Linked DNA regions of Mus musculus: regions 2, 3, 4, 5, 6 and 7 are each linked to region 1. Evidence: chromatin contacts called from public HiCAR-type, Micro-C and promoter capture Hi-C data. All regions are on one chromosome and are shown on one strand. The core of a region is the stretch at or near the end of the contact, and the rest is flanking DNA. Distances in the headings are between cores, read along the strand shown.

Region 1 (3,039 bases), core at 356-2,855:
CCTCGAACTCAGAAATCTGCCTGTCTCTGCCTCCCAAGTTCTGGGACTAAAGGCGTGCGCCACCACGCCCGGCTAATAGTTTTCCTTTGGTTACATCCTCAGAACAATATCTTTAAGGACTTCCGATCTGACATTACTTGGAAGGCCTAAGTGCAAATCATAAAGTTTGTTAGCCAATAGCACCCTCCCCACCCACCAGTCAGTTTCCTGACTCTGGGCAATTTCAAAGCTCCTGGGACAGTAGATAAGTTATTGTTAACACAAGGCAGAAAAAGTAGTTACAACTCTCTAGTCTAGTATTTTATAGGTGCTTCTGCCTCCATACCAGAAAATGTTAGGCTGTCTCTCTGTTCTTTCCCCAGTTCAAAAACCGGATGATCACCTGTTTAAAGACTGAATGTGTGACTCATGCCTGTAATTCCAGCATTCCAGAGGCAGAAGCAGGAGGATCTGAAATCCAAGGTCATTCTCTGCCTCATAGCAAGTTTGAGGCTAGCCTGGGCTAGAGGAGACCCTGCCTCAAAAAGCAACAACAAAGTTACACATGGCCACATTACCACATATGATCCAGAAATTCTACTCTAAGTATGTATCCCAAAGAATTGGAAACAGGTTCTTTAGACAAATGCATGTCTAGGGGTTTTCAGAGAACCAGTTCACATTAGCCAAAAGGTGGAAATAATCTAAACATCCACTAATTTCTGTAAGAACAGATATGCAAACTGTAGAATACACAATGGTCAGCTTATGTAGCCACAAAAAGCAATGAAGTAAGAGGCATGCTACAATCTGGATGAACCTTGTTTGGATTCTTTGACCTGGCCAGAGTGACCAGGCCCAATGAAGCTGGCCTGTGATATCAGCTACGAGCTAGGGAAGCTGAGGCAGGAGGTTTGTAGATTTGTAGGCTGCCTGGGCCCCAGAGTTCAATGCCAACCTGGGCAGCTTAGTGAGTACCACCCCCAACTACACACACACACACACACACACACACACACACACACACACACACACACATACACACATACACACAACCTGCCGCGTGCTCCAAAAAGACACACGACTCCATTTACATGAAATGTACAAAAAGGTAAATCGATAGAAACAGAAAAGAGATTAATGGTTTTCAGGGACTAGGCAAAGGAGTGACTACGTAATTGGTGCGGGGGTTTCCTTCGGATGGAACCCTTAAGAATAAGGAGGTGAAGTGATTATCGTTGGCTATTCTAAGTGTAATGAGTGCCACAGGATTGTTTATTTTTAAATTGTTATCTCTACGCTTGGTTGAGTTTCATCTCGCTTAAAAAGAAAAAGTTTGAGAACCTTCTCTTTGCCCTTCTCTGGGCTTGGAATCTTCTTCACGGATCTATGGCAAAAGAAACCGTCTTCATCCTGGGGGGAGGGGTGAAGGCCTTGTCGGCAGAAGGACCCCTGCCCCCAGTTGTTTAAGCCGCCCGGCATTCGTCGCAGCGCGCCTTGGGTCCCACTGGGTAGGCACACAGGGTCTGAGTCGTGTCCTGAGGTCGGTGCACGTAGCCGGGGTCCTTGGGGGGAGGGGGAGCGCACACCCCATCTCTGGAGACACATCCCGCCCATTAGAATCACAAAAGTTGGCGCTGAACTCAGAGTAGGAAGGGGTGCCGTTCCCAGCCTCGTGGAGTCCCCGACGAAAAGGGCCCACGTCAGTCAGGAGGCTCGCGCTAACTCGTGCGGGCGACTGCCACATCCCCGGTGTGGGAAAATGCATTCTTTTGTTGTTGGCGGAGACGGGCCCCTTCCGCAGCTCCCGGGCCAAGGTGGGCAGCGCGGCGGAACCGGGGCTCGGGAAGGTGGGGGACTGCACGGGGCCGCGCTCCCGCCCTCCGCGGCGCCCACGGAGCGGCAGGCGGCAGCGGCCCGCGAGGGGGCGGCGGCGCGGGGCTTTGTGGCCGCGGCGCGCGCGGCGGGGCCTGGCCGGCCGGGGGCGCGCGGCCGCCCGGCGCCTGGAGCCCGCGGCCCTGCCGGCCGCCCAGCCCGCCAGAGCAGCCCAGGCCGCCGCGCCCGCGCCTCCGCGCCCCTCCCCGGGACTTGCGGCCGCCGCGCCGCCGCTGCAGGTAGGAGGTTGAGGCCCGGAGGGCCGCGGCCGGCGGGGAAAGCGGGCGGAGCGGGAGCGCGGGGGTCTGGCGGGCTCCCGGGCCGAGCCGCCGCGCCCTCCTCCCCGCAGGCCGACGGCCGCCTGCGCGCGCCGCGGTGCCCCGGGAGCCCGGCCGGCCTGCCGCGTACAAAGCGCCGGCGCGCGGGCCTCGCAGACGCGCTGGAGCTCCCGGGACGGGAGCTTGGAGCCCGGGGCCCGGGAGGCTCTTGGGGGGAAACCCGGCTGACCCCGCGGAGCCCCGGTCCACATATCCCCACTGTGTGCGGGGGAACTGTGCTCACCGCTTTTCAGTACTTGTCTCCATTGAGACCCCCTGCCTCCTCCAGTCCGGTCCAGAGGTATAAAGGGCTGGGTCCCTCCTAAAGAGGATCTTAGAAGGAAATAGTGCATCACATCCCTGCCCGACTGACCTTGGGAAAGCTCCTTTACTCTGAGGCTGCTGGGTTGATGTTTCTATAATGGGGGAGTAGGGTGTGATGTAATACCCACCCCCAAGTACTATTGTGAGAGATAATGTGTGTCGGCTGATAGCTAAAATTAAGCACTTCATGTCCCAGGCCCTAGGTCCTAAACAGTTGGCTTGAATTATTAAACCATCGCACGGGCAATCTGTAAATTGCAGGAAGGGTTTTTATGTTGGAGTAAGAAACAAGAATTTAGTCTCCTGTTGTGATTATTGAGAATGGATGTTTTATTGCTATGATAAGTACAAAATGTTTTGCGGTACTTAGGATAATGGTTCTAGGATAAAGACACATATTTTCACACATTTAAAACTGGAGCTGGAATAATAGGGCCTGAGTTGTGTGTGTGGGATTTTCGCATATCCGAAGAGACCATGCGTGTGTAGTTACCCAGGAAATTGTTGAAAGTTAATAAAATAGTTCCTGAGTTTAGGATTGAGG
Region 2 (3,039 bases), core at 209-2,708, 1.5 Mb before region 1:
GATGGCTCAGCAGTTAAGAGTACCTGCTGCTCTCAAAAAGATGCCAGGTTTGGTTTCTACCATCTGTGTCTGTACCTCCAGTTCCAGGATACCCATCGCCCTCTTCTGGCTTCCCTCAGACACCAGGCACACATGTGGTGCACATATACACAGGCGCTCATACACATAAAATAAAAACAAATCTAAAAACAAAACAAGCATTGTCTCTTTTCTTGTTTTTTTACAGCTCAGTATATTTATACGAGTCAGAAATCTAGAGATGGATTTTGCTGCCTCTCCCAACCCCTTCGCAGGGTCACACAACCACGAGGATCAACTTCAGGTTTATCCAGGCCACTAATTGTCTCTTCCTTGGCTGCTGTCTTCCTAGCCAGCCTTCCTGACTCTGGCCCATCTCTCTGCCTATTCTCACAGGTGCTGAATGTAACTTACCCGAAACAAAAGTCTGTTCCGGTCACAGTGCCCTGTGCCTTCCACACTCCTGATCATCCTTAGATTGTGGGTTTCTGTTCAGCCCCAATCTGGCACCTACTTTCTTCCTCCAATGGTGGGCTTGTCTCCAGCCCCCTCTGGGTCGCAGCATCCTCCCAGTTGTCTGACCACCTTTCATCACTATGTGTCTGCAGTGTGCTTGTTCTCCCTCGCTTCCTCGTTTTCCGGTCCTGGATAACTCTTACAAATCCTCGAGTCTTAACACCTCATTTCCACTAAAAATCGCCTCTATTCCTCCAACTGGGTCAGCTACTACTGTCAGACCTTCCAGATCAAGAATGCTACTTTATTTACCCACCCACCCCACTCATATCCCCAAAATAGGGACTTAATTGGATCCCAGTTATCTATTCGGTCAACCCCCAAAGCCAGGGTGAGTAGACAGATTCTTAGGAGACCCTTGATGCAAAACGGAATGAATGAACGTCTAGAAGATGCACTCCGCAGCCTCCACACTGTTCAGAAGCCAAAGTTTCTAACATCCCTAATCTTGTGTTTCTGAAACCGCCCTTTTATTTCCATCATACAGATGACCAAAAGGCAAAGCTCCAAGTCTGCCATTCGCACTCTCACGAGTCCCGGACTCTCTCCTTCCCGGTCCCCGCTCACCTGGCCGCCTGCATGAGCGCGCTCCAGCCGTAGTGGTTGCGGCTGTTGACCGAGGCTCCGCGGCGCAGCAGGAACCTTACGAGTGGCTCGTGGCCACCGGCCGCCGCCAGCTGCAGCGCCGAGTTGCCCGCCTCATCGGAACAGTCCACCGGCACCGGCGCCCCGGCCTCCGCTGCCCGGACCGCCTCGGGCCCTGCCGGCTCCGCTCCCGCCTCGGGCCCCGCGACCGGGTCCGCGCCTGGCTCCAGCAGGCGCCGCGCCGTGTCGGTGTCACCCTGCTCGCAGGCGCGGAGCAGCAGCTGCAGGCCGGGGGCCAGCGCGCCCTCGCCCATCGCTGACCGCCCGCTCCGCGCCGCCGCCCGCTCCCACCCCGGGGCCGCGCGCGTGCCCGCCGTCCGCAGGCCCGCCCCCTGGGTGCGCGCGCGCCTCCGGGGTCGCGCCTGATGGGTACGCGCGCGCAGGGCCCGCCTCCCGCCTTGGAGGGTGGGCCTGTGACTGTGCGGTCACTCTTCAGTCTTCCTGTTCGTTCCTACTGAATCCGACCTCTGGGCCTAGCTTAGAACTCATCTCGCATCTCTACCGACCCCAGACCGGCCCGCATTTCACTAGCGCTCCCTAAACAGTCGCAGGCTGAATCGGGACGAATGGGTCAGCCCCGTCGTTTGCCGGAGCAGCCCTGCAGTGCTGAGTTCTTCATCTGTGTCAAGCTACCCGCCCATCTATCTCTTGTTTTTGACAGGGGGGGGGGGGGGTCACCACTACCGCAGTAACTTACATGTTACAGATAGAGATTTTTCTAGCCACACCCCAGACCCACTGTCGGAAACTCAGTGTGGGACCAGCAACTGTTCTGGTCCCAAGCCCTCCTGTATATCACACAAACAGTAGGAACCACCGACTGGTCCCCAGGGCAGTCCTTGTAGCCACCCTAGAGTTTCAGATGATTATTCCAATCTACAGTAGACGAGTGACCGGGAAGGTTGTATGTTGCTATAGTCTGCACAGATCTGCAGGCGCTGCTGTGGCTAGGACTCAGGTCTTCTGACATCAAGTTCATCTCTCTTTCCGGACTCAACAAGTATGTATTGGATGCCTGTTAGTGCCAGGCACAGCTCTTCGTGCCGCGAACGTTTGCAAGATAGCATCTCTGCCTTCTAGGATCTGACCCACCCATACAGGCTATAAAGATATGCTGTGGTAATAAACTTGGCTGCTGAATGGTAGTTGAGTGCTGTTGACACAGTAAACGGAACATGAATCCAAGCAAAATCGGGTAGAAGGTGGAGCATTGTTTCATAATTGAGCCAACAAGAGAATTACTGAAAATATAACACTTGCAAAAACCTTAAGGAAGAGAGTAAGCCATGAGGACATTTTGGGGAAAAGAAGCTAATTAAGCAGAAAGCAAGACGCAGTTCACAGCATATGTGTCCTTACAGCATGGACACTTCCATAGGAAGAGACAACTGGTTTCCCTAGATGGTTAGTAGTGCCCGCCCAAACCCAGCAAGAAGCCAGACATACAAGGCAAGGCTGTTACATGTCCCAACAGTGTGTCATGATAACAGCGTAACTGTTAGGTCTGAGGACAGTTATTGAAAGTGTCCCCTGACTTCCACATTTGTTGTATGGCATGCACAGGCACACACACAATAAATAAATATGTCAGCTATGGTGGTGCATGCCTTTAATTACAGCATTGGGAAGCAGAGGCAGACAGGTCTCTATGAATTTGAGGCCAGCGTGGTCTGCATAGTGAGCTCTGGGCCAGCCAAGGCTATATAGTGAGTCCTTTTCTCAAAAACAAAACAGAATAACAACAACAACAATAATAAATATAATTTAAAATAAACAAATAAAGTGGAAAGCTGTGTAGGAAGATATTCGACATTGACCTCTGGCTATCACATACCCACATGTGGTATATGCCCATAATTA
Region 3 (3,039 bases), core at 254-2,753, 1.4 Mb before region 1:
TTCTGTGGAAGACAAGACAATGGTTTTTAAACTCCTGTAGATGTGAGATCCATGGGCTGGGTAGATACCTGGCAGGCACCCAGAGGCCACCCAGTGCCACGTGTGGTTGTTGGGGGAGACGGGGGCTGTCGAGGAAAGGGTGTGCTTGCAGACACAGCAAACCAGAGCGGAATTGTAATGTTGGTGCTTCACACACTGTTTATAACTGTCTTCTGGATTCGGCTTGGTTGAAGTTCTGGAGGTGTCAGCGGGGCCTCGTTTTAAACTGAGCCTTCACAGCCTGGCTGTGCTGTGTTTGACTGTATTGGGTTCCAATCTTGGGAACAAGTGTTGAAGGTTTCACCATCTGGCCTGGCATATCACACCTGCAGTATTTACTTGACAAGAATGACTGGGAATACGGGCGTGCTTCCTGGTGGGCTGGGGAGATGGCTAAGTGGTTAGAGCACTGACTCCTCTTCCACAGGACCCAAGTTTGATTCCCAGAACCCACATGGCTGCCCACAACCATCTACAACTCCCGTTTCAGGAGATCGAACTCCCTCTTCTAGATCCCTCAAATGCCAGGCATGAGTGTGGCACACAGATACACATGCAGACAAAACACTCATAGAATAAAATTGAAATGAAGAACAAGCTGTATCCTCCATTTCTTTATTCATAGCTTTGGAGACTTGCTTTCTACAGGGGTTATGTTGTCTGAGCTTGTCAGGTCGGCGGGGGAGGGGGGCACTGTGGCTTCCCCTGTGCAGCTTTTACTCAGGATGATTATAATTACCACAACCAAAGCACTATTGTAAGCACATTCTACCAGTGAGCTCATTGGATTCGCAAAATACCTGCCAAGATGCCAGGCCACACAGACCCTGGCCCTGTTTTAGATAGAAGTATTGAAGAGGGCTGAGAACTGGTCTTAGGTCACATAGCACCCTGGACTTACTCCAGAGTTGAGTGGTTGCTGCTCTCTTGCTTCTCAGAGGGGAGAAAAAGTGACTCACAGGTCCCCAAGGGGCCCATAGCTCCCACACCCTGATGTTAGGCCGGCTCCTCAACTCTTAGCCCACTTACACAACAATAGCTATCAGCAGCCTGAATGAATGAGTCTGTCCCACTTGGAGAGCACAGAAGATTTTGTGGCTGATTTACATTTCTGTAGAGAGTTCCAGAACAAGAAGAAGCCAGGGACTGTGCCCCACGTGTGGAACCACTTAGGAGCCAGACTGCCGCTCCCTCGTATGTGAATGCACTGAGCAGGTAGAATTCCATCTGTGGCTTCACCCTCTACCATCTCTTTCTTTAAAACAGGGCAGGGGCTGGGGGACGTATTTCCTCAGTCTTGCCTTATGAGATCCCTGCTGCCCTGCTGGAGAGGCCACAGTCAGAGCCCACATCAGCTGTGATTGCTCCATCTAGCCCTTCCTCGCCATCTTCCACTCAGTCCCTGTGGAACGGAGGCTTCTGCCCCAACTGCTGAATCATGAAATGTCTGTGAATCATCTTGAAATTTTTATAAGGCAGGGGTCAGTGAGAGAGGCTGCTCATGGGAGCCTTAAGAGAGATTTCAGCACCCTACAAGGATATACCAGATGTGTGTGCCCGTTGGCACAGCTCTGGTGTGGTCAGTCAAGAAGGACGACAGAGCACCACTGGATTCTCATGGATCACAGAGCTGAGAACGCAAGTGACTGCTGTAGGCTCTGCAGGGACTTCAGGAGTCAAATGCTTACCTCTCCGTCCCTGCAGAAATCCCCCATCTGTGTCTCCAGCACACACAGCCAGCCTCAGCCTATCTCCTGCCACTAAACACACATCCTAACATACATCCAGGTGGTGCTGGCATAGGTCTCCCTGGGACTTCTATTCTTGCTCTAGATCTCATTGGAGGCCACCCAGTGTGTTTGCTCTTACCCCCTGGATGGTCCTTAAGAAAGCAGATGTTCTGGAGTCTCCTCTGCCCGAGGATAGCCCTCCAGCCTTGCTGCTTCCACCATCCTGCTGGGGTGTGGTTTTCATAATTTACGAGGGAGAGAAGCAAGTGCCAACATTAAATCTACATTTAACTGGAGGTCTGAATTAGCTTCTGACCAGGCCACACTGACCTCAGATACCTCAGAGGTGATGCAAGTGATGTTGCTGGGTAGGCTGTGGGATAGACAGGGCAGAATGTGTGTGTGTATGTGTGTGTGTGTATCTACAAGAAGGAAAAGGCCTGCTGATCACAATGGAACCTACCTAACATCCCACCACCCAGGAGGTGGAGCTGGGAAGATGAAGGGCTAGCCTGGGATATATAAGAACCTGCACCTCCCCCACCCACAAAGGTGGAGAGAGCTGGTGGTATAAAAGAACAAACTCCTCTGTTTTCCCTACCAGGAAGTCATAATAATAATAATAATAATAATAATGATAATAATAATAATAGTTTAAGATGGAAACATCTTGAGGAAGCTGGGTAGTATGCTATTTGAACATGGATGCAAATCCAGGAATAAGTATGCAAGCATGAGGGTGAGCTCTCAGTCTGGAGTGGGAACACTCACTGGATGGGAAGGGGAGGGCCGGGAGCATAGACCAAGCGGTGGTACTTTTTGCTCTGGCTTATTCCCAGAGATAGCTGGGGACAGAGGTGTCAGTGAAGAGAAACCCCATTGTTGCTCTTCACCAGGGTCCTGTGATGTCTGCTACAGCAGAACAGAAAAGCACAGATCTTCAGAGATGACCAAGCCTCAGCCATCCTCCATAGTTTTAATTTTTCAACTCGTCTTACCCATAATTACTTTAGCTCCCTGGAAAAAATTAGATTCCAAGAGTTTCAGGAAGTCTAAGGGTCATTTCGGTCCAGGGGCAAAGAGCGATGGGACAGGGGGCTGCTGTTTCTCAGAAGCCTCCTGAGCCACACATGGATTCTTGTTGATAAAAACTGTCATTCAGCCAGGTGTGGTGATTCATGTCATTAGTTAAAGCATTTGGGAGGCTGAGGCAGAAGGATTGCGGTGAGTTTGAGGCCAGCCTTGTCTACAGAGGAAGTTCAATAAATAA
Region 4 (3,039 bases), core at 306-2,805, 1.2 Mb before region 1:
AAGAGCTGGGGGTATAGCTTATGAGTAGAGTACTTGCCTAGGAAGTACAAGGCTTTAGGGGTGGGGGTGAGGCGGGGGCAGTCACTGGAGATTTTAGGTGTGTCAGGCTCTTTATATCTCCCAGAGAGATTTCATTAGAAGCTGGTCAAATTTAGTCCCTGTAACCTCAGGGCATTTGAGCCAGGGGGGCCAGGGGAGCCAGGGGAGGCAGGAACTGATGGTTCTGGAGTCCCAGAGAGCAGGCCTGTTCAGGTTCTGGCAGGTTGAGGACTTGCTGAAGCGTGTCCTAGCTGGAGCCGAGGAGCAGTCTCAGACCCCAGCTCTTAGCCCCCACGGTTTGCTTTCATAAGCAGGATCAAACTCTTGGAAAGTGGCTATAAAGCAATTTACCAACAGCTACTAGAGGCCGGCTGATTCCTACTACGGAGCTTTATTTAATTCCGAGTTCAAATCACACAGAAAATAACATTTTCTCCTTAAAAGGTTCTGCGGAAAAATGCTGTCGGTGCCATGCGGCCGCCTCCGTGACTGTGTTTGTGTCTGAAGAAAGGACTAGTCTGACAGGAAGAATTACAAATCTGGAGCTCATTTTGGCGTCCCAGAGGGAAGGTGGGTGGAGCGTCTCACAGTAAATTAGGAATTCAGAATGAAAGCGGAGCTGAGTTTATTTGGGTTTTTAGTGACACCTCGAAATTATTACACAGGAGTGTCGGAGACAACTCAAAGTACCTATGACTGCTCCCGCTTCGCCCCGGGGCGGGATGCTTCTTCGTAGGGCAATCCTCCCTCCTTCGAAACCCGTGGGCCTCTCCGCTTCCACGCGGGGACAGCAAAGGTGGGAGGGAAGGAGGGCGGCGGGGACCCTTAGTCTGGGTCTTTTTACGGTGCCGAGACACAGAGGCCACTCGGGGGTGTGTCTGAGCTCCACCTTGGGATTCCGAAACTGGGCTCCGACTTTGAGACTGGAATTTGGGGAGAGGACGACGAGGTCTGGGGCGGACGTGGAGTGCAGAAAGAAATCGGACTGTCTTTGCGGGGAGGCTGGAAGCCGCGGGTCTAGGGTGGGGGAAGTTGAACCCCGGACAATATTGAGGGTCCGAGTGGCGAGAGTTGGGTTTTGCGGGTGCAGGACTGTGCAGGGGAAGTCAGGGTGGGGTTGGAGTAGAAGAAAAGAGCGTGCAACGGTCACAGTCTTTCCCTGAGCAACTCTCACAGGCACACCCTGCGCTCAGTCGGGACCGTGGGCTCCCTCGGGCGCGCAGACTGGGACCCTGCCCCCACCCGCCGCGGGAGCGCGAGCTGCCCGCTGTGGCTGGAGTAAAGGCGCCCAGCGGTGAGGGGGCGTGGTCAGAGGCCCAGCAGTGCGGGGGCGTGGTTAGAGGCAGAAACCCACGGCCGCTCATTGGTAGCCCAGGGCCCCGCGGGCGGGGCTCTCGGCTAGGTCCCGCTAGGGCGCTCGCGGGCGGCGGGGGAGGCGGGGTCGGCGGGAGCCGGGCAGCCAATGGGCGTACGCCCCTCGAGCAGTTACAAAGGGCCGGAGCGAGGCCGCGGCGGCGGCGGGGAGGTGGGGCGAGGAGGGGCGAGGCTTCCTGAGGAGAAGCTGCGGCCGGGGCCGGGCCGGGCCACAAACAGTGGCGGCGGGACCATGGAGGCGGCGGCCGCTGCTCCACGTCGTCCGCAGCTCCTCATCGTGTTGGTGGCGGCGGCGACGCTGCTCCCGGGGGCGAAGGGTGAGTGGCGGGCGGGTGGCTGCGGGGCGCGCGGGCCGGGCCGGGCCTCTGGCTCGCTTCAGCTCTTTCTCAAACATGGCGCGGGGCCGGGGGCGCAGGTGGCGGCGCCCGGCCGGCCGGGCGCTCCTGACCCGGCAGGCGCCACGCGAGCCGGGGCGGGGAGGAGAGGCGGGGCGGGGGCGGTGTCGAGCGCGGGTGGCGGAGCACCGAGCAGAGGCCGGCCCTCTTGGGCTCCCGGGGGGCAGCGGCTGGCGAGCCTGCCGAGGTCGGGGGCTGCCCTTAGGGGTGCGAGGCCGGCCGGGACCGTGGCCCCCTGATTCCACTGCCTAAATGCGCCCCGGCCTGAAGCTGTTGGGGCGTGGGCGGGCACCGGCGTGGAGGCGCTCCGGGGCCGGGCGCTTGGAGGGCTCCCCGGAGGGTCGAAAGGGGCGCCGTGGGCAGAGACCCCGGGTGGGCCGCACCGCCGTGAGTGCCGACGCCCGCCTAGGGCGACTTTTCTTCAACCAGGGGCTTTGTGTGAGAAGCAGGCGCGAAGATGCGCGGAATGTTCTCGCTTCGTGAGTCTGGGAAGAGTTCAGAGTCCAGTAACCAGAAGGCTGCAGATTGTCTTCTTGCTAGTAGAAACTTGAACGTTTGCTCACTCTGCAGATTTGGGAACGTTTGAATGGGAACGGTTCTGTAGAATTGATCAAATTATTCCTTTTCTCGAGGGGATCGTTGCTTTGGGTGTATCATTTCCCTAAGCGGTAGTTTTAAAACCAGACCTCTGTGTAGCTGGGGTTTGAAGGGAAATGTGTGGTTTCCCAAAATATTAAAGCCGGTCGTGATACTGGTTGTCACCTCTGGAGGGAAGATTGAAAAAAACTTTGTCAGGAACCAATTAAAATAGGAGAAAGCAAAATACTGAGGCTCGGCATTAGCAACCTGCATACAGTGAAAATACATTTTTGTTGCGGAAATTGGATAACAACATTTTAAAAAGCAAAACAAGCCAAAACAAAAGTCTCTCCAGACTGTGGATGCCAACTATGATTAAACTTAATAGTTACTGTTTATTGGGAGTTGATTATAATGCAGATGTAAAAGACACAGTATCAGAACCCTCGCAGTACCAGTATTTGTCCTGTATATTGACATGAAAACTGAGGTGCAGAAGATTAAGTTCTTAGTAAGTGCAGAAATTAGGATTTGCACTTAGGCTTTCAGGGTTCAAAATCTGTGCACCTGTTACACCAAAGTAGCATGACTCACTTAAAGAACAGTTGATATTTGATAACATAACTTAGCCATCAGTTTCTTAGTTTACTTG
Region 5 (3,039 bases), core at 359-2,858, 1.1 Mb before region 1:
TCCCTCACGCGTCACCAGCTCTGCCTGGACAGTGGCTCCCCACCGTCATGCACATTTCAGTGGTGGATTGTTGCTTCCCTATTACGAATCTATGCAGAAATCCTAGTTATTAATTAGTTCACTCATTCAATATAAACACTCAAGGGGAAATATAACCTGAGGTCGTGTCATTTTCCCTCTCATAAATGGTTTGATGACCTCAGGGAGAGGGAGTCTATGGGAAGGACATGTGCAGAAAAGCATGCTTCCGCCAGGGGTGGTGACTCACACCTGTAATCCCAGCACTGGGGAGACTGAGGCAGGGGGACAGCTGAGAGTTCCAAGTTGGTCTCAGGTATCTCCTACCTCCTAAGTGGTTTTCATAGACAGGAGCTTGGCTTTTGCGAAGCACACATGACAGACAAAGCTCACTTCCCAGGTTTTCCTCATGAAGGCCAGAAAGCAACTGTGCCACTCACTTTAATCTCTCTTTCTTATTAATTTATTTATTCACTTTGCATCCTGATCAACCCCCTTCCTCCACTCCCCCCAGTCTCACCCTTACAAATCCCTCTCCCCCATTACTCCCTCATCTTCTCCTTAGAGAAAGTAAAGCCCCCTGGGGTACCACCCCACCCTGAGACATCCAGTCCTAGATGGACTACACACCCCTTTTCCTGAGGACCAACCAGGCAGTCCAAGTAGAGGAAGGGGATCCAATGGCAGCCACAGGGTCAGACAGCTCAGTTGTTAGGGGACCCACATGAAAACCAAGCTGCACATCTGCTACAAGTGTATAGGGAATCTAGGTCCAGCCCACTGGTTAGTGGTTCGGTCTCTGTGAACCCCCACAGGCCCAGGTTAGTTGTGGTGTCTTTGACCACTCCGGCTGGCTTAATCCTATCCCCTACTCTTCCACAGGACTCCCCACAGGCCACCTGATGCTTGTGTCTGCTTCCATCTGCTCCTAGGTAAAGCCTCTCAGGAGACATATGTCTCCCCTTTTCAATAAGGTAGTATGAAATACAGAGAAAGTATATGTGAAGCACCCTAAGGGGCAGGGCAGAGGGAGGGAGGATGGCAGTGTTCCCACTCCGGCAGGCTGTACGAGCAGGGAGCTTCCCCGGGGCTGATTCTCTTGGAAGCCCAGCCCTAGAGAAGACACGCTGGACTGGTGTTTCCCATAATACTCCTGGGAGAGGGGAACATTGGACAGGCAGGCAGAGAAGCAAGCTCTGGAGCACGGTGCCCAGCTTCCCTGTGGCCTCATTCATACACCTGCCACACAGTGCCAGGAGACCTGGCGTTAAGGAGCCACCTTTCTCAAAGGAGCCCGATCCTCATGGAGATTGCCGCTGCTCTGAAAATATAGCGGGCGTGGCCATCCTCTCAGCTGACACACCCTTTGACCCCTTTGAATGCTTGGAGCTGGCAGATGCCTAGAGCTGAGGACACTTACATGTATGTTCAAACAAGTATAAGAAGCTGCACCCCCCGCCCCCTTCAGACAGAGCAGAGATGAACCAGAAGGCCCCCCGCCCCCATCTCCAGCAAAGGCGGGACAAGCCAGCTGCCTGGAGGAGGGGCATAAGAGTCAGTTCCCCACGGACGACTTCGTTGACAGCTGAAGGGTGAGGTGGAGCGACAAGGAGACACTCGCTCACCCTTCACCCCTCATGAGTGCTGGGGCAGCGCTGCTGGCTGGTCATTTCCCAAAAGCTTGCCAAAACAAGCGACATAAATCAAATTTTCATTTCATTCCTTCAGGCTCGACCCTTCCGTCAGGCACTCAACAGCTGCCTCCTGAGCAGATGTACAGCTCATTAGTCTATCGTGCCGCTAGAGCCAAGTCCAGGACCCCAACCCCCATTCCGGGGCGGGGGTTGGGGGGGGGGCGGTAGGGAAGGACGCTAGCAGCCTTTGTTCTTCCACTGTCGAGCACTTCGCATATCAGCCACCAGGGGGCGAAAGCTGCACATACATCGTTGGTTCCCAGAGCCAGCTCAACCCTACAACCCTCTCGCCTGGCGTTTGGAAGGCGATCAGGGAGGGATGGTGAGACCTTCCTCTACCTCCAGAGCTTTTCAAGCCTTTAACGTGTAGGAATATCTTGTTTGGTGCGAGGATGCTTGGTTTAGGCAGACAGAACTGGATTCAGATGCCTGGTCTGATGCTCTCAGCCTTTGGGCCTTCATGATGAAATGTGATGGTATCGCTTGCTGTGGGACCCCACCCGGTGATCCTGAGGCTAACGTGAGGCAGATGAAGTGAGGAGCAGCTAAGCATCGTGACAAGGAAGTTCTCTAGGGACATAGAGTGCATGCAATTTCTCATGTCTTTATTTTCTCTTACTATGTCTCATTAACCACACATTTAAGCCTCTTATTTAATATAGATGAACAGAATCATATTCAGAATATCTCTGTGTTCTCTGTCTCTCTCAGACACACGCACGCACACACACACACACACACACACACACACACACACACACACACACACACACACGTCTCTGTCTCTCCAGGGCTGGAGATAGAAACCAGGGCCTTGCACATGCTCAGTAATTACTCTACCATTGAGCTATGTTCTCAGAGTCGTCTTTCTTCTCTAAAACAAACCAAGCCAAGAAGCGCCATGTGTTTATCTGTAAATCAACATGTCTATAAATCGATTCCACCAGTTGTCCCCATCCTTAAGTGTGGAGTCCAAGAAGCAGCAATAGGTTGGAGAGTGAAGCTGTTTCTGTTGTGCCTGTGGCTCACCCGTTCTCTCCCTTGTGGACCTGTGGTCCTCTCCCTACTCTACCCAGGATCCTCCCCTCCCCCTGCTTCCTTTGCTGCTGCGACTCAAGGTGGAGTCGCCTCCGCTACCCCCACAATTCTGACATTAGCAACCTGCCCCAGGTGACTTTCTAAAGGGAGGTGGGTTCCTGCCACATTCTCCTTGGAGGCATCACAGTTGCGTTTTGCCTGTTGACAAAGCTTGACAGCAGGCATCCAGGCCCTTAGAGCTGCATGTACTGGCTTCAAAGCCTGTGCCTGGCTCTTGGTTATGTGCTGT
Region 6 (3,039 bases), core at 265-2,764, 1.1 Mb after region 1:
TCCCTGTGCCTTTATCTGCTGTCATTGGTTAATTTGCCACAATTTCAGAAGCCACACTGCTTTTCAAGGGCAGATTAGATCGATTGCCTTTTTATCATTAAAATGCATTTAGTAAAATTGAATGATGTAGTTTATTTCTAACGTAAAAAAAATATCAACGCTCAATAAATTTTAAACATCCTGGTACTGGCCTGGCAAGATGGTTTAGTGGGTAAAGGTGCTTGTCACCCCGAGTTCAGCCCTTGAGACCCGAGCCTTCGAAGTACGACCTAGCTCCAAAAGTTGTCCTCTGAGCTTTACATGTGGGCACTCGAACACCTATGCACACATTAAAAAAAAATCATATTAAGACGGGTACTGAGATTACAGACTAATTGACTTGTTCTTAATTAACACCCTCCTCCCCCCCCCCGACCCCCCCCCCCCCATCCCCAGTGTCTCTGGTCAGTATCTTATCCTCTCCAAACACTAAAGCAGTAGTTTCCAAACCTGTGATGAGAATCCATAGGGGGAAGATGGGATGGGATGAAGGTGGCTTTATTTTTTTTTTTATTTTTTATTTTTGGTTTTTGAGACAGGGTTTCTCTGCGTAGCTCTGGCTGTCCTGGAACTCACTCTGTAGACTATGCTGGCCTTGAACTCAGAAATCTGCCTGCCTCTGCCTCCCAAGTGCTGGGATTAAAGGCATGCGCCACCACCGCCCGGCGAAGGTGACTTTTTAACCCTACAAGAGACTAAAGTTCTCCAGCTGAGTGTCATTTGCAGGTAGTGCTAAATAGAGACCCCGCTTATTTATTTTGGCCTTCCCAGACAGGAGTTTCTCTGTGTAGTATTTATTTATTTTGAGGCAGGGTTTCTATGCATAGTATGTATGTATTTATGTGCTTATTTATTTTGGTTTTTCAAGACATGGTTTCTCTGTGTAGCTCCGGCTGTACGAGAACTCGCTTTGTAGACCAGGCTAGCCTTGAACTCAGAGGAATCAGCCCGCTTCTACCTCCTGAGTGCTGGGATTAAAGGCGAGTGCTACCATCGCCGTGCTGGAATCCCCTTTAAGGAAACTACACAGAACTAGAAATCGGTCAAATTCCTTGAGTTTTACGCAGGCTATTTCATCTCTTTAAAGAGTGCTCCACCCACACCTCAGGTAAGGGCGCTTGCCCTTTGGGAGATGGACAGGACCATCAACCAATTAGCAGCTTGGATGAGATAGGACCGCCCCCCCAACACAAAACATAAACAAAACGCTTTCCGTCAGTAATAATAATGGACCTTAAAAAAAAGAAAACAAAAAACAAAAAAACCGTACACAATGCTTCGCGTTGAAGAGACCGGTCACTTTGGGACTGGAGTCTGAAACAGTCCCCGCCCATCCCAACACAGAGGCGGCAGCGCACACGCAGAACTGACTGCGCCCCCTCCTCACGCGTCACTTCCGCCTGGCGGTCTCCCACACGTCACTTCCGCCCTCTCCTCGCCGTGCCTCGGGTAAAGTTGAAGCAACTTCCTTTTCCTTTTCCCTACTTCCTCTCCGTGCCTCCGCCTCCGTGGAGCTCAGTCCCTCTCGCAGCGGATCCCAAGTGAATCCCTTGGAGTCCCTCTCGGGCCTTCGTGAAGAAGCGCTGGGAGCCGCGCGCTCCCTGCGGCGGGAGTTGCCAGAGCCCAGGTTTGCTCTGTCGTCTGCTGCTCCCGGGCCGTGAGCGGCGAGGACTCTCGGGTCCCATCTTCCCGGCCTGTAGTTAGCCACGCCGGAGCCAGCGGCCAGCGCTCTCCAGTCAAGCTGCGCTCTCTCCTCAGCTCCCGTCTCCTCTCTTTGCAGGCGAGGTCCAACCCAGATTGCTGCTTGCCATTGACGCCTCGTCCCGGAGTTTGGATCGGAAGCCGGCTGGATGTAGACCCCTGATGGCCGCGGTGCTCGCCATCTAGCATCCATTCCACCTCCTTGTGAGTTTCGGAACCAGAGTCAGGTAGGAAATACTGAAAGAGCATCCCGTCTGAACAGATAAAGAAACGGGGATTGTTGGCAGGTTCGGTCTCTAAAGGCAGCCCGGCTCCCCAAAGGAAGCGCTGGGGTGCTCACCTACGTCTGACATCTGGAGAACTAACTGCTCAGGGAGCGTTTACAAGGCTCTGCAAAGAGAACGCTTGCATTTCTGGGTGCTTAGTGTTCATCTGACATTATGCTAAGTTGTTTCTATAACTATGCCATCCATTTGTTGCAGTAAGTCTAGCAACATGTTGTTGTCCTTCGTTTAGGAAACCGAGATTCAGAGATAACTGACTTGTATAGGATTAATGACTTAGCTAATGTTTCCCACGTCTCTTGCCCCAAGTCTCCTAATACTTTAACCTTAACCTCTGTCATAAATAAACTCTCCTTCTTTTAGTTTTTTGTTTTTGGCATCTCAGGAAGTGAGAATCCTGAAATTTATTCATAGCTTCTCTATTATTTGAGTAGAATTTTATTTGTTATTAGCATCTTGTGTAGAAATTTATAATCCTGTCAATCCCATTCCTCAACAGTTCCCCTCCCCCTTCTCTCTTGATTTAGGGTTGATGGGTTTTGTCGTAGAATTATTTGATTTAGGTTAAAGAGTTGGCCTGAAAAAAATTACTAGTTTTTATATACAGGTACTTTATATTGTGGCATGTCTGCTTATCTTGATTCAGTTCATGTTTTCTATTTTTGTTTCTGTTTTTTCATTCAGAAAAATATAACTGTCATCTTATACCAAGATGTCAGGAATTGGAAATAAAAGAGCAGCTGGAGAGCCGGGCACATCTATGCCTCCAGAGAAGAAGACAGCTGTTGAAGATTCAGGGACCACCGTGGAAACAATTAAGTTAGGAGGTGTCTCTTCAACGGTACGAGAAAACGAGGCTGCAAAAGTGTGCTTGGCTTCTGTCAGTTGTTCCTGAAAGTAGAAATTTATGGAAGCTTCTTGAATTAAGAGATAAGCATTAGCAAAGAAGAGGGAAATAGATGAATTGATGTGGTGGTCAGTTCTTGAAGTGAGGTGTATTAATTTATGTTTGATC
Region 7 (3,039 bases), core at 198-2,697, 1.1 Mb before region 1:
AAGACTGAAATATTTACAGGACAGGGGACTTTCCAGTCACTGAAGAGACTGATGTGGATCTTGAATATCAATAAGCAAGATGTTTCAAATTTTTGCAGAACAAAAGCAAAAAGTCCAACAGCAGGTAAACTGGATCCCAGCTGTGTACATATAAGATGTAGCAGGAAACAGACACATATACTACCAGGGCCACACATCACTTCTGGAAGGATGCAGAAGACACTGTTGACAATGGCTCGCCCTCTCAAGGATGGGGACAGGGAATTTTTACATTATACTTCCTATTTGAACTTTTACTCCTGAGTAAATGTTACTTCTTAATTAAAAAAAAAAAAACACTGAGGACTGAGGGTTGGCTCCAGGAATGTTGGGTATGGCAGTGCACACCTGTCCAAAAGTCTAGCTCAATCTTTCAGTTCCAGGTTCAGTGAGAGAGCCTGACTCCAATGTTCAGGTGAATATTAGCTGACCTCTGGTTTTGATATGCAAGCTCAGACACTTGTATAGACAAAATAACTGGATTTTTCTCCAAAGACCAATGGGGACCCTAATGGGGAAACGATATGTTTAGCTTGACTTTAATCCGTGGCACTGCTAAGTACTGGAATGGCAGTATTAGAAAGACTGGAAGGGTGGGATGGATGGGACCTGAAAGCAGAGACAAAGGAATAACGGAGAAGAAAGAAGAGTAAATTGAGTCACATACAAGGTGTGGCCGGAAGTCGTCTTTTAATGCCAGCAACCACCTGGATCCAATCATTTTAGTCCCAAGGCTAAACATTTAAAATGCAGACACATAAGCCCTACCTCAAGGATCTTCAACGAAAGGAAGGGGGCGGGGGAGAGATGTCCCTGAGATCTGCCATTTTAAAGGGTCTATCCATACTAAAATTGGTGGCCGTTCTCTCCCTGGGGACTCCTGCTGGACAGTTCCTAAAAACCTAGAACAGCGGTCCCTCCCCCCCTCTCGGCGCCGCCCCCCCCCCCCCCCCCCAGCCAAGAATTGGTGGCGGCCTCACCTGGTCGCACACCACCACGTCGAACTCCTCGCCGGAGAGAAACAGCACGTAGAGCGCCAGAAAGACCATGCGCACGTAGGAGCAGATGGCGGCGCCGCGGCCGCCCCAGCCCAGGCTGCGAGGCAGCCAGTCCCCTGCGCATTGCACCGAGAGCTCGCGGGTCTCGATGAAGCAGTGGTTCGGGTCGTAGTGCGCGGTCCATATCTTCACATCACAGCCGTACTCCTGCAGCGCCAGCGCCGCGTCCAGCACTAGGCGCTCGGCTCCGCCTATACCCATGTCTGGGTGCAGAAACAGCACAGATGGGCTGTAAACCCGGGAACGGGCTCGGTACAGGTTTTCGGCCATGGTAGATGAGCCGCGCTTGCGCTCTCCGCGCGAGCTTCTGCAAGCTCCTGCAAGCTCCGCCCCTGGCCCCCTCTGGCTACTGAAAGCCGAGCCAGCGCAACTACGCCTGCGTTAGTTTAGGCCACATCAGCGATAAGCTTGTGGGCGCTAAGAAAATGCCTGACTCAATTTCTCATGTGGACCTGTCCAAAGCTTGCAATTTGGTGATGTTTGACCATATTAAGCACGCTAAATAAATTACATAAAAGAAGCGAAAGGGCTGTACTTTCACACGGCCCAGTTGTTGTCGGCGTAATCTTTACAGGCATATCTCAGGACAGCCCAGTCATCCAAGAGTCTGCGAAGGCCCTGCCAGCCGGCCGGGGGGCGGTGCCAGAGCCTGTATCTACGAGAGTTCTGAGTGCTCGGCAACTTCACGACTTCCCTCTTCCTGCCTCCTGTGCCCACCGTTCTTAGGCATCAGCATGGTGCGCGGTCCCCGCTTCCATGGGGTGCACTAGCCCCTATCTTGGTCTTCCTTTCTGGGACCTCATTGCTCTTCCCAGCTTCTCGGGTGGGTGTGGGGTCGGGGGTGTGAAGAGGATTTGACCCGCGATGTTCACTGTTTGTCTGCTTCCCTCTGCAGCCGGGTCCAACGCCCAGTGGCACCAACGTGGGCTCCTCTGGCCGCTCTCCCAGCAAAGCGGTGGCCGCACGGGCTGCGGGATCCACTGTTCGGCAGAGGTAAGTGGCTGGGGGCTTGCGGGGGACGCCCGGTTATGGCTGGAGGAGGCTAGGTACCCAGGGTTGCATTGCATTGCTGGAAGGAGGAGTTCCAGGATGGAAAGATTAATAGGGGCCGAGTGAGCCCGAGCTGACGTGGCCATCTAGTTAGTTAAAGGCCCTTTAGGAGGGAGGCATGGTTTTCCTCTCCTTGATCAGCTGCACGCACCACTTTAGTTAAAGGTAAATTAGACTAGGATCAGGAATAACTTTAGGAAAAGCGTTGGCATAAAGCTGGTGTGTCTGAGGCTTTACCTTTCAGTCTTCCATATGGAGGTCCCATACACACTCAGTTTAACAAAATGTGTCTTACACAGTCTGTCACCCTGGTTCCCCATCCCAGCTGTGTGTGTGTCTTTCTTTTTAAGTCTATTTTGTGTATGTGTGTGTATTGCACGCACCTGTGTGTGTGTGTGTGTGTGTGTATGTATGTGTGTGTGTGCGCGCGCGCATCTCTTTCTTGCCTGGTGTCCTTGGAGGTCACCTGAAACTGCAGTTATGAATGATTGTGAGCTACCATATGAGTACTGGGGACCGATTTGGGGTTCTCTGCAGGAGCAACAGGTATTCTTAACCTCTCAGCCACTTTTCCAGCTTCAGGGTCTCCTTATTTTTAAATGTCACTGCTTATTTATAGAAATCTAGAAACTCCAGTTATTTATCTTTTTTAATTTGGTGTGTCTTCTCTGTACAGTCATATGCCATATTTCATAGGAAGACCTCACTACTTTTTTTCCTCCATTTCTGTCCCCCCAGTTTAGCCCTCAACTTCTTCTGCTTTGAATTTACACCACTATTCACCCTCCAGTTGCTCTTCCACTTAGGTTCTCTGTAAGTTTCTGGTGGTGCCTGTTAAAAAAGGCTTTCAGAGGGATTCCACGCCTCTCCTTTCTCCCTCCTGTGAGCCAGC

What was found. Promoter capture Hi-C pulls out the DNA fragments that hold promoters and counts their contacts. A called contact is a pair of places that touch in the nucleus more often than the background predicts. HiCAR-type assays count read pairs that join an accessible place to other places.
Region 2: a contact with region 1 is called in a promoter capture Hi-C map of hippocampal neurons, with 2.0 times the contacts expected there. The contact joins the promoter of Anks6 here to the promoter of Msantd3 in region 1. A contact is called at or near these places in 2 of 39 promoter capture datasets (the 3T3-L1 cell line and hippocampal neurons) and 1 of 115 datasets of contacts at active chromatin or transcription factors (astrocytes).
Region 3: a contact with region 1 is called in a promoter capture Hi-C map of pre-B cells, with 4 times the contacts expected there. The contact joins the enhancer-like site here to the promoter of Msantd3 in region 1. A contact is called at or near these places in 6 of 39 promoter capture datasets (the 3T3-L1 cell line, the C10 cell line, hippocampal neurons and 2 more) and 1 of 9 other capture datasets (liver).
Region 4: a contact with region 1 is called in a HiCAR-type map of astrocytes, with 5 times the contacts expected there. The contact joins the promoter of Tgfbr1 here to the promoter of Msantd3 in region 1. A contact is called at or near these places in 5 of 39 promoter capture datasets (the 3T3-L1 cell line, cranial neural crest, embryonic stem cells and 1 more), 2 of 484 Hi-C or Micro-C datasets (both in embryonic stem cells), 2 of 115 datasets of contacts at active chromatin or transcription factors (astrocytes and embryonic forebrain) and 1 of 9 other capture datasets (macrophages).
Region 5: a contact with region 1 is called in a promoter capture Hi-C map of hippocampal neurons, with 6 times the contacts expected there. The contact joins the enhancer-like site here to the promoter of Msantd3 in region 1. A contact is called at or near these places in 8 of 39 promoter capture datasets (cranial neural crest, embryonic stem cells, frontonasal cranial neural crest and 4 more), 4 of 484 Hi-C or Micro-C datasets (the C10 cell line, CD8 T cells, the N1E-115 cell line and 1 more), 7 of 115 datasets of contacts at active chromatin or transcription factors (SST interneurons, embryonic forebrain, embryonic hindbrain and 4 more) and 2 of 9 other capture datasets (adipose tissue and liver).
Region 6: a promoter capture Hi-C map of embryonic stem cells shows a contact between it and region 1, with 2.7 times the contacts expected there. The contact joins the promoter of Rnf20 here to the promoter of Msantd3 in region 1. A contact is called at or near these places in 2 of 39 promoter capture datasets (embryonic stem cells and pre-B cells) and 2 of 115 datasets of contacts at active chromatin or transcription factors (astrocytes and stem cell-derived neural progenitor cells).
Region 7: a contact with region 1 is called in a Micro-C map of embryonic stem cells, with 4 times the contacts expected there. The contact joins the promoter of Alg2 here to the promoter of Msantd3 in region 1. A contact is called at or near these places in 11 of 39 promoter capture datasets (the 3T3-L1 cell line, 3T3-L1-derived adipocytes, the C10 cell line and 7 more), 3 of 484 Hi-C or Micro-C datasets (embryonic stem cells and muscle stem cells), 8 of 115 datasets of contacts at active chromatin or transcription factors (differentiating embryonic stem cells, embryonic forebrain, embryonic limb bud and 5 more) and 3 of 9 other capture datasets (adipose tissue, embryonic stem cells and liver).

The regions. Positions count from the first base shown.
Region 1 is chr4:48,538,476-48,541,514 of GRCm38.p6, forward strand. Msantd3 (Myb/SANT-like DNA-binding domain containing 3) reads left to right here and starts at 1,606. Exons shown (of 3, transcript NM_001145924.1): 1 at 1,606-1,796.
Region 2 is chr4:47,055,848-47,058,886 of GRCm38.p6, forward strand. Anks6 (ankyrin repeat and sterile alpha motif domain containing 6) reads right to left here and starts at 1,459. Exons shown (of 16, transcript NM_001356426.1): 1 at 1,102-1,459. The coding sequence starts at 1,433.
Region 3 is chr4:47,128,733-47,131,771 of GRCm38.p6, forward strand. No RefSeq gene overlaps it. Among named protein-coding and RNA genes, the nearest start is that of Gm52731, 18 kb to the left of the region's middle. Within about 2 kb of position 1,504, at least 45 of the 459 cell types and tissues checked have an H3K27ac peak or open chromatin away from gene starts, as enhancers often do.
Region 4 is chr4:47,351,667-47,354,705 of GRCm38.p6, forward strand. Tgfbr1 (transforming growth factor, beta receptor I) reads left to right here and starts at 1,556. Exons shown (of 9, transcript NM_009370.3): 1 at 1,556-1,730. The coding sequence starts at 1,646. Gm32435 (a long non-coding RNA gene) reads right to left here. Exons shown (of 3, transcript XR_390551.4): 3 at 648-2,572.
Region 5 is chr4:47,436,248-47,439,286 of GRCm38.p6, forward strand. No RefSeq gene overlaps it. Among named protein-coding and RNA genes, the nearest start is that of Alg2, 37 kb to the right of the region's middle. Within about 2 kb of position 1,609, at least 180 of the 459 cell types and tissues checked have an H3K27ac peak or open chromatin away from gene starts, as enhancers often do. A contact at or near this core is called in CD8 T cells, the N1E-115 cell line, SST interneurons and 6 more, where this site is marked.
Region 6 is chr4:49,630,546-49,633,584 of GRCm38.p6, forward strand. It overlaps Rnf20 (ring finger protein 20), which reads left to right and starts at 1,515. Exons shown (of 21, transcript NM_182999.2): 1 at 1,515-1,666; 2 at 1,820-1,967; 3 at 2,709-2,865. The coding sequence starts at 2,737. It overlaps Gm45952 (predicted gene, 45952), which reads right to left and starts at 1,407. Exons shown (of 2, transcript NR_168526.1): 1 at 1,310-1,407; 2 at 113-318.
Region 7 is chr4:47,472,920-47,475,958 of GRCm38.p6, forward strand. Alg2 (asparagine-linked glycosylation 2 (alpha-1,3-mannosyltransferase)) reads right to left here and starts at 1,448. Exons shown (of 2, transcript NM_019998.3): 1 at 1,020-1,448. The coding sequence starts at 1,367. It overlaps Sec61b (Sec61 beta subunit), which reads left to right and starts at 1,742. Exons shown (of 4, transcript NM_024171.2): 1 at 1,742-1,834; 2 at 1,993-2,090. The coding sequence starts at 1,832.